Linked DNA regions of Macaca mulatta: region 2 is linked to region 1. A link is a contact called in public Hi-C data. All regions are on one chromosome and are shown on one strand. Each heading gives the region's core, a stretch centred on a gene start, on an enhancer-like site or on the middle of the called end of the contact. The rest is flanking DNA. Distances are from core to core; before and after follow the strand shown.

Region 1 (7,441 bases), core at 3,407-5,906:
GCCTGTAATCCTAGCACTACGGGAGGCTGAGGCAGGAGGATCGCTTGATTCCAGGAGTTTGAGGCTACAGTGAGCCATGACTGCACCACTGCACTCCAACCTAGGCGAGAGAGCAAGACCCTGTCTCAAAAAATGGGGACCAGGCACAGTGGCTCACGCTTGTAATCCCAGCACTTTGGGAAACCAAGGCAGGTGGATCACCTGAGGTCAGGAGTTTGAGACCACCGTGGCCAAAATGGTGAAACCGCCATCTGTACTAAAAATACAAAAATGAACTGGGCGTGGTGGTGTGCACATGTAATCCCAGCTTCTAGGGAAGCTGAGGCAGGAAAATTGCTTGAACCTGGGAGGTGGAGGTTGTAGTGAGCTGAGATCGCACCACTGCACTCCAGCATGGGTGACAGAGACTCCATCTCAAAAACAAACAAACAAACAAAAAGAAAAACAAAAAAAAGTATGGCAATTCCTCAAAAAATTAAATGTAGAATTACCACATGATACAGTAGTTCCATTTATTTCAGTGAAAGCAGGGACTGGAACAGATATTTGTACAATCATGTTCATATTGGCATTATCCGCAATAGCAAAAGGTGGAAGCAACCAAAGTGTCCATTGACAGATAAAAGGATAAATAAAATGTGGTATCTACAGTGGATTATCATTTAGCCCTTAAAAGGAAGGAAGTTCTGAAACATGCAACAATATAGATGAATCTTGAAGACATTATGCTAAGTGAAATAAGGCAGATACAAAAAAAGTAAATACTATGTGAGTCCTCTTATATGAGGGACCTAGAGCAGTCAAATTCATAGAGACAGAAAGTGGCACGGTGGTTGCCAGGAGCTGGGCTGAGTGGGAAATGAGGATTGTGTTTAATGGGTACAGAGTATCAGTTTTACAAAATGAAAAGAGGTCTGCAGATGGATAGTGGTGATGATAGCACAACAACGTGAACGTGAGTAACACTACAGAGTTGTATACTTAAAAATGGCTAACTTCAATCAATTTTCCATGCCAAGGTTAAAAAATTGTTAAGATGATAACTTTTATGTTCTGTTGTATTTTTACCATAATCTTTTAAAAAGAGCCTCAGCCTTGGGAGAGTCAGGAATTACTTTTGTTTGTCTACAGTTGATCACATACTCAGTTACTGACTAGCAACAACCAGTCATTCATTCAACAAATATTTAGTGAGCATCTGCCTTGTACCAGTTACTCTTCTAGACACCTGGGCTATAGTAGTGAATAAAATAAACAGAAAGCCTACAGAGCTTATATTCTAAACTGATTTCATATTCAAGACTCATTTTGAAATCTAAATTCAGAGAAAGAAACAGAACTAGCCTGGGCAACACAGAAAGACCCCATCTCTACAAAAACTACAAAACTTAGGTGTGGTGGCAGGTGCCTGTTGTCCCAACTACTCTGGAGGCTGAGGAAGAAGGACTGCTTGAACCCAGGAGTTTGAGGCTGCAGTGAACTATGATTGTGCCACTGTATTCCAGCCTGGGCAACAGAGCACAACCCTGTTTCCAAGCAAAAAGAAAGAAAGAAAAGAAAAGAAAAAGAGGCTGGGTGTGGTAGCTCACGTCTGTAATCCCAGCACTTTGAGAGGCCGAGGCAGGTGGATCACCTGAAGTCAGGAGTTTGAGACCAGCCTGGCCAACATGGCGAAACTCCATCTTTATTAAAAATACAAAAATTAGCCAGGTATGCTGGCGTGAGCCTGTAATCCCAGCTACTCAGGGGGGCCTGGGTAGGAAAATCACTTGAACCTCAGAGGCGGAGGTTGCAGTGAGCCAAGATCGCGCCACTGCACTCCAGCCTGGGTGACAGAGTGAGACTCTGTCTCAAAAAAAAAAAGAAAAGAAAAGAAAAGAAAAAGAACCAGAACTGGCAGTTGACCAAATATATGAAAAAAAATGTTCAACCTCACTGAAATAGATAAATGCAAATTAAAAATACACTTATTTTCCTTTATAGATTGGTAGAAAATCCAAACTATTGACAAAATACTTTGTTGGTGAGGCTATGGGGAAACAGGCACTCTCATACATTGCTGGTTTAAGTGCAAAATGACACATTGTCCAGGGAGAGCAATTAAGCAATATCTCTATGAGTTCCACCAGTGCCTCATCAGACTTGCCAGTGAGTTCAACAATGTACCCTCTGCCATGGGAATTACATCCAATTTGAACCAGTTACTCTAATAATAAAGTCTAAGAAATAAATGCAAATTTATAAAGACTATATGTAGAAATACGTTTATTGTGGCATTATGTGTAATCGTAGAAACTGCAAAAAAAATCTGCAATATTTCTCAAGAGAGAAATGGTTGGATAAACAATGGTATATTCATGCTATGGAATTTAATGGAATCATTGAAAATTGCTACGTTTGTCTACATTCCCTCATATGTTAAATAAAAATCAAGTTGCAGACAAAATGCATAACTATCAAAATAGCTACGTTACCTTCACAATGTGTCAATGCCTGTTCTAAGGGCTTTTCATATATTATTTCATTTAATTCTCACAAGAACCATATGGGATAAGTATTATTATTATCCCGTTTCAAAGATGAAGTCCAGGCATAGAGAGGCTGAGTTGCCCAAAGTTACCCATCTAGGGTCTGGAAAGGAAGCCAGGCAGTCTGGCTCTAACATACCAGCATATAACCATAATTATCTAAACATAATTCTGTGTTTGAATACATGTGGATATACATATATTATATTTGAATACATATGTATGGGTGTGTGTGTGTAGGCATACACTCTAGCTCTAGTTCGAGATATACAAATTTAGGGAGGAAATGAAACGAATACCCATCAAATTATTAAGAATGGTTATGACTCTACAGATTGGATAGGATGAAAGAAGTGGGGAAAGGAAATTTTACTTCTTTACGTAGTGTGTGTGAGACAGATTATGTATATGTGGTTTCCAATATATTTCAAGTAAGTTTAAAAAAAAAAAAAGTTTGAGAGAGTCTTCCTGAAACTCATCTATTAAAATCATATCCATATAGCTACCAGTCTACAGAATTTTAAGACCTGGATTTACCATAAGCACAAATGCTTTTCGGCAGCGGATTCACCACTTCCCAACTTCCCAAGGTTGCGGGAATCATTTAAAATAAATGCTGCAATCGGACCTACTTTCCATACCCTGCCCCCCAAGAGTGTGTGTGTGTGTCCTATTTAATTCCTCCCCCCGCCCCCCATTTCTACCTCTGGATTTGTAAGGCAGTTGAACATTCCTTTTCTACAACGTGCATTCATTTAATTGAAAACTTTTACTTAATTGCCTTCAGCCTTTCCTTTTCCAGGATAAATCAAACGGTTTTCGTTCAGCACCCTAACCAGGGAAGAAATGACAGACTCCTCGGTTCCACGAGGCGAGCGCCGGGACACGACGGGTCAAGTCGGAATCGCCACGTGGAAACAACGCTCAGCATCGCAAACTTCAAATCCCGACGTGCAACGCGGGGCGGGATGGGAAGTTTGCAGGAACTGCAGAAGCCTGTGGCGTGGAACCTGGACAGGTCCCGTGCAAAAAGGGCGCGATGCTTTACAGAAAAGCTTCTTGCCTCCCAAATGACGCCCAGGCTTCCTGCCTTGTTCCACCTCTTTCCCACGGCCCCGCCCCTCTGCAGGGTTGGTTTATTCCCCGCAGCCCCCGCATCTTTCCCCAAAGAGAGAAAGGTGCTGCTGCGCCTTTTCAAGCCTTGGACCTTTACGCCCGCACTTTCCTCTGCCCAGAAAGCTTACTGCTTAATGCCAGTACAACTTACTGGTGTGCCTGGATCCACCCCTGTCTCCACTCTGCTTAAGACAGAGGAGGATGATAGGCTGGAAGAATGAATAGATGACATTAAATCGTCATTGTTATCCCCACATAACTTGGCAGCAAGATTGTGGAACTCTGCAGTCTGACAGATCGGGTTCCAATACCAGTTCTTCCACTTACTAGATGGGTAAACTTCCTTCATCCTTCTGAGAGTTCAAGAAATGTTTGCTGAACGAATGAATAAGATGTTTTGCAGAGATATGTGACGAATTAAATGAGATAATGCTTGTATCGTGCCTAGCCCAAAATCAGCGCTCAATGGAATTACTAGTCTCCCTACTATATGCCACCTTCTCTATGCAGGTTCTGAGTTCCTCGCAGCGGGGGGACATCTGGCTCGGTTCCATCTCCCCAAGGCGCTGGGTTCCCAGAAGTTTCTAGAATGAATACGGAGGGCTACATATTTCACATGCGCGGGGCGGGGAAACTGCTGGACGATTACAGGTTCCGGATGGAGCTGGCCCCTTCGTGGCGACCACAAATCCTATCACGCTGCAAGAATCTCGACTTGTTCACAGACAAATGAAGGCCGACGATACTTGCAGACCGAGTCTGACGTCTATGGGACCCCACCCCTACCCTGCGCCTCCAGGGGCCGGGACAACCGCGACCGGTCCCCACTCCTCGCGCCTCCGGGATCAACCTAGAACTCTGTGGGCGCCCGCAGAAGACGCATGCGCACTGCTCCCTCCTCGTCTCCTCCTTCCCTTCGTTAATTAGTTCATCGCATTTCAAGTGCTGGATCCTTTTTGTCCCTTATTGCGTGCGGTGTCAGCTTCCTTGCGGAAGTGGTGGCCGTGAGAGAAGAAGATGGCGGCCCCTGTAGTGGCGCCGCCTGGTGTGGTGGTTAGTCGGGCCAACAAGCGCAGCGGCGCGGGGCCGGGAGGCAGCGGTGGCGGGGGAGCCAGAGGGGCGGAGGAGGAACCGCCGCCGCCCCTACAAGCAGTTCTGGTGGCCGATAGCTTCGATCGCCGCTTCTTCCCCATCTCCAAGGACCAGCCTCGGGTGAGCGCAGCGCACGCGAGCAGCCAGAGGGCAGGAAGTGTGGCAGGGCTGGAGCAAGTTCTCCTTTCGGCTAACTACTACGGCAAGCCTTTGAAGGACTTGTGTCCATACTGTTATCCTAAAACCGAGTTTACGTGGTTAGGAAGGAGGCAGAGGTACTGTCTTAAACCCTGATGACTGCTGACCAAGTTAGTGGCCGGCAGATTTGGGCATTGGTAATGCTGTACACCTCGGGTTTGAAAGGAATGAAGAGAGCTAAATGTAGAAACAGCGCTTGAGAAAGTCTTCACGCGGGGATTCAGTGCCCCTGGAAGAGGCTGCGCCGCTTTTAACCTTGCAGATGACGGATGCTTAGGTGAAAAGAAACGACCTTTTGCCTCTGAAAGGGCGGTAATATGCCTTAAAAAGAACAGGCTAGATCTCGGTCAGTGTACTTTTTTTTTCCCCCTCCAGGTTCTAATGATACCCGGTGCTATCTGTCGAAAGGACAAAATGGGTTTAGTGGTTGATTGCCATCAGCCCCCGAGTTGTCTAGACAATGGAGTATTGAACTCAGCTGGGTCGTTCAGCAGCCCTCAGTTCAGAGAGAGGGAACTGCATGGGATTTAAGAAAATCCTCTCTAATTCTTTCGAAAAAGCCTAATGGCTGTTCATTTTTGAAAAGTGACGGGAGATGGCTAACCTCTGACACTTAGAAAGGGATCAAGGAAGGAAATCTTATGGGGAAGAAGGCCTTAGCAATGCTTAAATTTATGGAAATATGATTGATTTCCAGTATTATCCTTTGCCAGCGGTGAACTGCCATTCTGTCACAGCTCTGTGTCTGATACAAGGCACACAGATTCTGTACTTACCATCCCCAAATTGCAACGTTTCAGACTCAGGCTTAGAGCATGACGTGAACATCAAAGGCAGGAACCTGTGTACCTTTGAATTGGAAAGATACAGCAAAATTACACCATTTGGAAATATTAATAGAGGAGTGAAAATTGTTGCAGTGGGGTATCCAAAGGGATTCGAGACCTCAATTTTTTTTCATCTTCTATCCTTCAGGTCCTCTTGCCCCTGGCCAATGTGGCATTAATTGACTATACTCTGGAATTCCTGACTGCCACAGGTGTACAGGAAACATTTGTCTTTTGTTGCTGGAAAGCTGCTCAAATCAAAGAACATTTACTGTAAGGCCCTGCAACTTTTCTTCTTTTCTTTCCATGTTTCGCCATCTTTTTCCAGTTTCTTCAGGATGAATATAACTAAGGGGAAATGTGAGAAGGGAAAAATGTGTCTACTTAGACGTCATTGTAAGTTCTAAGGGTATTTTTTACACTTATCAGGAGGTGAGCAGCTGAAACTTTGTATCTGTCTGTCTTGGGTTTTCTATGACAAAGATTAAAGAATAAACTTGGGTTTTTTCTGAATCTCATTATAAAGTTTGGTCCCAGTGGACTTTGCTTTTATGTAATGGCTTCAGTATGGAAGTTACAACGATAACATCTTTGTTTTCCCACTGAGTTTCTAAATCTTGTTTGTTCTCACCTTCGAGGATATAAATGAGTTCCTTGTCATTTTTGTATTCCCACTGCCTAACTCAGTCCCAAGCATGTAGTGAGCACTTACATGTTTTTTGAAATCTTGAAAACTAGGGAATCTGGCCGGGCGCGGTGGCTCAAGCCTGTAATCCCAGCACTTTGGGAGGCCGAGGCGGGTGGATCACGAGGTCAGGAGATCGAGACTATCCTGGCTAACATGGTGAAACCCCGTCTCTACTAAAAATACAAAAAACTAGCCGGGCGTGGTGGCGGGCGCCTGTAGTCTCAGCTACTTGGGAGGCTGAGGCGGGAGAATGGCGTGAACCCGGGAGGCGGAGCTTGCAGTGAGCCGAGATCACGCCACTGCACTCCAGCCTGGGAGACACAGCGAGACTCTGTCTCAAAAAAAAAAAAAAAAAAAAAAAAGAAAACTAGGGAATCGCATCACTTATGGAAGTCCAGGAAATAAAGACTAGGACATTAGCATGGTCTCCATCAGACAGTTGCTAAATGTTATATAGATTGCAGAAGGGGAAAGCTGACATGAAGTGTGTTCCCAGGGTACTTTGTGTACCCTAGGCTTCAGCAGGATTTTGAGTTCAAATTGATGTTTAGGGACAAGGGGTCAAGGTATGGAGGGGAAATAACCATGTTTCCTAACCCATAAAACAAGACTGGTGACACAGGATGCTGAAAGCATTCATTGTAGTTCATGATTCTCTTTGAAGTTGAAGACGCTGGCAAGAACCCAAAAAAGCCATTGAGGACTGTGAATGCTGAATGGGGGTGAAAAATGGGGAAGGCTCAAATGATATTTATGCTTGATATATTCATTCCCCTCACCCTCCCTTCCTTTAGGAAGTCCAAGTGGTGCCGCCCTACATCTCTCAATGTGGTTCGAATAATTACATCAGAGCTCTATCGATCACTGGGAGATGTCCTCCGTGATGTTGATGCCAAGGCCTTGGTGCGCTCTGACTTCCTTCTGGTGTATGGGGATGTCATCTCAAACATCAATATCACCAGAGCCCTTGAGGAACACAGGTCAGGATGGGA
Region 2 (7,441 bases), core at 3,403-5,902, 170 kb after region 1:
ACATCAGTGTTATCAAGGGGCCTTGAAAAAATGCCCACAGCTGGGCACAGTGACACACACCTGTAATCCCAGCACTTTGAGAGGCCAAGGCGGGTGGATCACTTGAGATCAGGATTTTGAGATCAGCCTGCCCAATGTGGCAAAACCCCGTCTCTACTAACAATACAAAAATTAGCACTGGGCACGGTGGCTCAAGCCTGTAATCCCAGCACTTTGGGAGGCCGAGACGGGTGGATCGAGACTATCCTGGCTAACATGGTGAAACCCCGTCTCTACTAAAAATACAAAAAAGATTAGCCAGGCGTGGTGGCGGGCGCCTGTAGTCCCAGCTACTCGGGAAGCTGAGGCAGGAGAATGGCGTAAACCTGGGAGGTGGAGCTTGGAGTGAGCTGAGATCGTGCCACTGCACTCCAGCCTGGGCGACTGAGCAAGACTCCGTCTCAAAAAAAAAAAAAAAAAATTAGCCAGCATGGTGGCGGGCACCTGTAATCCCTACTACTCAGGAGGCTAAGGCAGGAGAATTGCTTGAACCCAGGAGGTGAAAGTTGCAGTGAACTGAGATGGCGCCACTGCACTCCAGCCTAGTGACAGAGTGAGACTCCGTCTCAAAAAGAAAAACAAAAGAATGGCCAGACATTTGCATTTGGCAAGAGAAACTTGGAAGCTTGAGGGCTTGGAGGCAGGGAGTAGGGGACAAGAATATTTAACTCACCCTGTAGATTTGAGGTAATTGGAAAATAAAATGACAACTGCCTGCTTTCTAGTTGCCAGGCATCTACCTGGGCACTTTAAATACCTCAGCTCTTTTCTTTTCTTTTTTTTTTTTTTGAGATTGAGTCTCACTCTGTTGCCCAGGCTGGAGTGTAGTGGTGCTATCTTGGCTCACCACAACCTTCGCCTCCCAGGTTCACACCATTCTCCTGCCTCAGCCTCCCAAGTAGCTGGGACTACAGGTGCATGCCACCATATTCGGCTAATTTTTGTATTTTTAGTAGAGACAGAGTTTCACTATGTTGGCCAGGCTGGCCTCGAACTCCTGACCTCATGATCCACCCGCCTTGGCCTCCCAAAGTGCTGGGATTACAGGCGTGAGCCACCGCTCCCAGCCTCATTTCTTCATAACAACTTACAAGAGAGATACTTTATGATTCACATTTTACAGAAGCAGAAACCAAGCTGAGAGAGATTAGGTAGCTTGCCCAAGCTTCACGGCTGGTGAATGGCAGAATTTGGTTGTAAATATCAGATCTACCTCTAAAACTTGTGTTCTCCTATGTGTAAAACCCCCAATGTTTTATTTCAAAACATTTCAAACCTACAAAAATGTTGAAACATACTACAACACCTATTCATTTACTCTTCATCTGCAGTCACCTGAGCTTTATTAAAGCCACATCACCTTACCTCCTCTAAGGTACTGGCTGGGGTGTGACTGGTATGTGGCACAAAATCTGCGATCTGATAGAAGTCATGGGGCTGGGCACGGTGGCTCACACCTGTAATTCCAACACTTTGGGAGGCTGAGATGGGCGGATCACCTGAGGTCAGGAGTTCAAGACCAGCCTGGCCAACATGGTGAAACCCCGTCTCCACCAAAAATACAAATATTAGCTGGGCAAGTTGGCGTGTGCCTATAATCCCAGCTACTCGGGAGGCCGAGGCAGGAGAATCACTTGAACCCAGGAGGCGGAGGTTGCAGTGAGCCAAGATCGCGTCATTGCACTCCAGCTTGGGCAACAGAGCAAGACTCCGTCTCAGAAAAAAAAAAGAAAGAAAGAAAAAAAGAAAGAAAAGAAAAAAAAGAAGTCATGGATAAAGAGGAGATTTAGAAAAAAATCCCTCTACAGATGACTGAAGAAAGTGAAAATGTATGGACACCGTGAAGCCAGAGATAGAATAGGCAGAACAGTTATGGACTGTTGAATTTTTGTCTAAAGACCAGCGATGGGGGAGTCATCGGCAATGGCAATGGAAGGTCATGCCTAGAATCCAAACACTGAGTGGAAAAGAGCAACAGGTATTTAAAATGGATTCAGACCTTTACTTCTGTATCTACACGAACATTTAGCCAACATTCATTCAGTGCTATGTTGTACTAGGTGTCTTTCACTCTTCAATGTGTCAGAACCCATAAAATAAGATTCCTAGAAGACTCCTGAGTGTTCCCACTAGGTGAAGGGGAGAAGAGTTACTTCCTTTTTTTCCTCACCTTACACACACACACACACACACACACACACACACACACACAGCCGAAGAAGAAACTCTGAGCCGGGCGCAGTGGCTCAGACCTGTAATCCCAGCACACTTTGGGAGGCCAAGACGGGCGGATCACGAGGTCACGAGATCCAGACCATCCTGGCTAACATGGTGAAAACCCGTCTCTACTAAAAATACAAAAAATTAGTCGGGCGTGGTGGCGGGTGCCTGTAATCCCAGCTACTCCAAAGGCTGAGGCAGGAGAATGGCGTGAACCCGGGAGGCGGAGCTTGCAGTGAGCCGAGATCCCTCCACTGCACTCCAGCCTGGGCAACAAAGCGAGACTCCGTCTCAAAAAGAGAAAAAAGAAGAAACTTTGGGGTTTGCCTAAAACAGTCGAGGGCTTTGAAGACTGGAAGACTGAGCTTTAAATCCTGATTCGGCCAGGCGCGGTGGCTCACGCTTGTAATCCCAGCACTTTGGGAGGCTGAGGTGGGCGGATCATCTGTGTTCGGGAGTTGGAGACCAGCCTGACCAACAGGGAGAAACCCTGTCTCTACTAAAAATACAAAAATTAGCTGGACGTGGTGGCACATGTGTAATCCCAGCTACTTGAGAGGCTGAGGCAGGAGAATCGCTTGGACCCGGGAGGCGGAGGTTGTGGTGAGCCGAGATTGCGCCATTGCACTCCAGCCTGGGCAACAGAAGAGAAACACTTTCTCAAAATAAATAAATAAATAAAATAAAAAATAAATCCTCATTCTACTACTTGATATGATCTCCTCTGTCAAATGGACCTAACCCTACCAATCTCAAAAGGTTGTAAGAAGTGCATGGACTCACTCAAAAGCAGTCCTGACATAAGCGGGTCAGTCACGCTCCTCTAAGACTGCACAGGGAAAGACGAGAAGATAGCGGAGGAAGACCTTGTCTTGTTCTGCTTTTAACTCCAGAACTTGGCGGGGAGCACAGGGCTTTATTGATCGATTTCGACTCCACCTGGCTCCCCAAAGTATTTAAAATGGTAGCCACGGGAATAGCAGAGTACTCTCTTTCAACTGAGTAAGAATATCAAATGAGGTTAATAAGCCGGGCGCAGTGACTCACACCTGTAATCCCAACACTTTGGGAGGCCAAGGCAGGCGGATCACCACGTCAGGAGTTCGAGACCAGCCTGACAAACACGGTGAAACCCTGTCTCCACTAAAAATACAAAAATTAGCCAGGCGTGGTGGTACGTGACTGTAATCCCCAGCTACTTGAGAGGCTGAGGCAGAAGAATCGCTTGAACCTGGGAGGCGGAGGTTGCAGTAAGCCGAGATCGCGCCACTGCACTCCAGCCTGGGCGACAGAGGGAGACTCCATCTCAAAAAAAAAAAAGTTTTAGTGGGTCTGTCATGATTCGCAAATGTAGAAACCTGATGATTTTCCAATGCCTAGTTCTAGCCTCCAAAGACAGCCCCCAGTGGGTCATTATTATACACAAAGATGGCCTGAAGATGAATACAAAGCCATTCATTCATTCATTCATTCATTCATTCATTCATTCACGCATGCCTGTATTCTGCAAACATTTATCAAGGCCTACCACAAGCCAGGCACTAGGCTGGAGGCTAGGAGCATAAAGATGAATAAGACACAGTTCCAGGCCGGGCACAGTGGCTTATGTCTGTAATTCCAGCACTTTGGGAGGCCGAGGCAGGCAGATAACTTGAGGTCAGGAGTTCGAGACCAGCCTGGCCAACATAGTGAAACCCCCATCTCTACTAAAAAATACAAAAATTAGCTGGGCTTGGTGGCGGGCGCCTGTAATCCCAGCTATTGGGCTGAGGCACGAGAATCGCCTGAACTCGGTATGGGGAGGTTGCAGTGAGCTGAGATGGCGCCACTGCACTCCAGCCTGGGCGAGACAGCGAGTCTCCTCAAAAGCAACAACAACAATAACAAAGACAAATGAAGTTAATATTTCACAGTGGGCTAGACACAGTTACACAGACTTTATACAGGCGGCAATCAAGCGTCCTGGACTTCAAGAAATCTACTTTGTCTGTCGCGCCACGCAGCCAACTGGAGTGTCACTGTGGGTTCTATTTACACCGTTATGAGAAAAACCTATGGCCAAGGAAAACTCGGTATCTCGGGTCGCAAACCGCCCATCTACGGCAGCGAGCGTACCCAAACGCCACACGGCGAAGTCCCGCTGGATGCAGGAAACTCCGAAGAGGTCGGGGACCAGGAGTGCCTATGGCGCGAGGGAGGCTGGGAATTGTAGTCTCCGCCTGCCTCCGAGGGCGGGGTCAGGGGGCGGGGCTCTCAGGCCATGTGGGTGGATGGGTCGCCGAGCGCCCCCGGCTCGCCCCGGCGTTTCCGGTCGCGGGTGGCCTCTGGAGGAGGAGGGGCGCCGCGGCCGACGCGCGCGAGGCGGTCTGGGAAAAAGGGCGGTGCGAGCGGGTGCGCGCGCAGCGGGCCGGCAGTGGCGGCGGAGATGGAGGAGGGAGGCCGGGACAAGGCGCCGGTGCAGCCCCAGCAGCCCCCAGCGGCGGCCCCCGGCGGCACGGACGAGAAGCCAAGCGGCAAGGAGCGGCGGGATGCTGGGGACAAGGACAAAGAACAGGAGCTGGTGAGGCGCGACCCCAAGAGCCGGCGGAGGAGGCCGCGGGGCTGAGTCACGGCGGCTCCACAGGCCTCAGGCCCGACACCCAACGACCCCACCGCACCAGGGAGAGGGCGGTTGGGGCGACCCTCGGGACTCCCGGCACCCTGCCTCTCTGCTCCTCATTCTCCGTTCCGCGCTGTCACCTCCGCCGTCTCCACCAACCCTCACCACCGCCGCGTGAGGTGGACTCGGGCGGGTCATTGTCACCTCCGTTTCCTAGAGTGGCTTTCAAGTAGAGCCTCGTTCAGAACCCAGGCTGATTTCCCACCAGAGCTTCCTATTCCCACTGTTTCCTTGCCCACCTGGCCCCTCCTAAGAAGGCAGGCTTATTCTCCACCTGCCCCGGGTAAGTGGGAGGAGGACGTCTTTGGGATTCCTTCTCTTAATGAGCTGCTTCTCCCAACCCTCCAGTCTGAGGAGGACAAACAGCTTCAAGATGAACTGGAGATGCTCGTGGAACGACTGGGGGTGAGTCACGATGTTAACACGATTCGGACATGTTTGGATCTTTCCCACTTGTTTGTTTTATTCTGTTTTGAGGCAACTGCTGTGTGCGGTGGACTGTATTTTAGAGTCAGTGTTATGATGATGTTGGGAGGCAGGAGAGTTACAAAGGGTATTCGTGCAGTTTTGCAGCTTTCTCTTGTGGGAGAAGCAGAGTTCTTAACTCTTAACTTGGGTCATTTGTTTTTGTGCCAGGCAGGGTGCAGGGAGTTGAGGAATCACAGATGAATGAATAAGACACGGCTATTTCCTTGGAGGAGTTGTTAAGTTAAATATCTCTGTATTATGACTTGAAGGGGTGTGACTCCTTTTTGTCTGAGCCCTGTCTTCTCTTGATCAGGAGAAGGACACATCCCTGTATCGACCAGCGCTGGAGGAATTGCGAAGGCAAATTCGTTCTTCTACAACTTCCATGACTTCAGTGCCCAAGCCTCTCAAATTTCTGCGTCCACACTATGGCAAACTGAAGGAAATCTATGAGAACATGGCCCCTGGGGAGAATAAGGTAAAACAGTTTCAAACCTGGTGGAGGCCTAGTTTAGGAATTCCTTTTTACCCAGACCATGGGGGGGCTCATTGTGAGTCACAGGCAGCCTGATAGACCTAAGCCCTGATCTATTTGAGCAGAGTTCATCACAGTCAAAATATCCATAAAAGAGCTGAAAGGAAAATCAACTTCTCAGAAGACACCGTTTCTGTTATTTGTGTTGGACTTTGGGGTTTCATTATAATGGTTTATTTTTAACTTATGTTTAATCTTGGTTTTTCTCTTTCCTTCTATCCCATGCACATTCATTTATCTCTAAAATATGTTCCACATTCAGTCACTTCTGTGCTTGCTGGTACAACCCTCATCCTGGAAATGTTCAGTTTTCGCATGGGCTATTGCAGCACCGCTTAACTGATGTTGCTTTTGTCCTTTGTTCCTACACAGTCTGTCTCTTATGTAGCAGCTATTGTGATCTTTCTCAGTTATGGGTCTTTTCTGCTTAAAACCTTTTAATCGTTTATAATTGCCATTAAAGTAAAATTGAGAGCCTCCATTTTTCTCCACATTATCCCTTGTTTATCACCCTTCAGCTGTGTTAGTTTAAAAGGAAGATAGTGGCTGGGTGTGGTGGCTCACACCTGTAACCCTAGCACTTTGGGAGGCCGAGGGGTGGATCACCTGAGGTCAGGAGTTTGAGACCAGCCTGGCCAACATGGTGAAACCCTGTCTCTACTAAAAATACAAAAAAAAAAAAAAATTAACTGCGTGTGGTGGTGGGCACCTGTAATCCCAGCTACTCAGGAGACTGAGGCAGGAGAATTGCTTGAACCCTGGAGGCAGAGGTTGCAGTGAGCCGAGCGCACCATTGCACTCCATTACTCCATCCTGAGAGCGAAACTGCATCTCAAAAAAAAAAAAAAAAAAAAAATGGAGATAGCAACACCAACCTTGGTTTTTGTGAGGTTTAGCTTAGATAACGTGTTAAATTTCTAGTACAGAGATTGGTATATAGTTAATAGTTAAATTTTGGAGATAACGATCTTGATTCCACAAGGCATGTTCCCTTTATGCTGGACTGTTGGGTTTGACTTCAAAGGACTGTTTTCTTTATAGCGTTTTGCTGCTGACATCATCTCTGTTTTGGCCATGACCATGAGTGGGGAGCGCGAGTGCCTCAAGTATCGGCTAGTGGGCTCCCAGGAGGAATTGGCATCATGGGGTCATGAGTATGTCAGGTAAGATCTTTCTTCTTGGGAATCTGAAGGGGGCCTCTGAGGCTCTGAGATAATTCAGAATTCTCTTGTGGAGAACCATCTGTCTTGGAGTATCAGTGTATTGAATTTCCCAGACACTGGATTCCTTGACCCACAGAGAAGTGCTTCCCCTGAAGCTGTGCTCCCTTAATCGTCTGGGCGTATCTGTAGGCATCTGGCAGGAGAAGTGGCTAAGGAGTGGCAGGAGCTGGATGACGCGGAGAAGGTCCAGCGGGAGCCACTGCTCACTCTGGTGAAGGAAATTGTCCCCTACAACATGGCCCACAATGCAGAGCATGAGGCCTGTGACCTGCTTATGGAAATTGAGCAGGTGGACAT

What was found. A called contact is a pair of places that touch in the nucleus more often than the background predicts.
Region 2: a Hi-C map of CD4 T cells shows a contact between it and region 1, with 2.9 times the contacts expected there. The contact joins the promoter of PSMD2 here to the promoter of EIF2B5 in region 1. A contact is called at or near these places in 3 of 14 Hi-C or Micro-C datasets (CD4 T cells, fetal cortex germinal zone and liver).

Annotation. Positions count from the first base shown.
Region 1 is chr2:96,265,785-96,273,225 of T2T-MMU8v2.0, forward strand. EIF2B5 (eukaryotic translation initiation factor 2B subunit epsilon) reads left to right here and starts at 4,657. Exons shown (of 16, transcript NM_001266121.1): 1 at 4,657-4,856; 2 at 5,910-6,034; 3 at 7,244-7,429. The coding sequence starts at 4,662. It overlaps LOC144339076 (a long non-coding RNA gene), which reads right to left and starts at 4,534. Exons shown (of 4, transcript XR_013413733.1): 1 at 4,463-4,534; 2 at 3,972-3,997; 3 at 3,796-3,853; 4 at 2,251-3,538.
Region 2 is chr2:96,434,719-96,442,159 of T2T-MMU8v2.0, forward strand. PSMD2 (proteasome 26S subunit ubiquitin receptor, non-ATPase 2) reads left to right here and starts at 4,653. Exons shown (of 21, transcript XR_013413716.1): 1 at 4,653-4,819; 2 at 5,267-5,323; 3 at 5,700-5,864; 4 at 6,963-7,084; 5 at 7,274-7,441.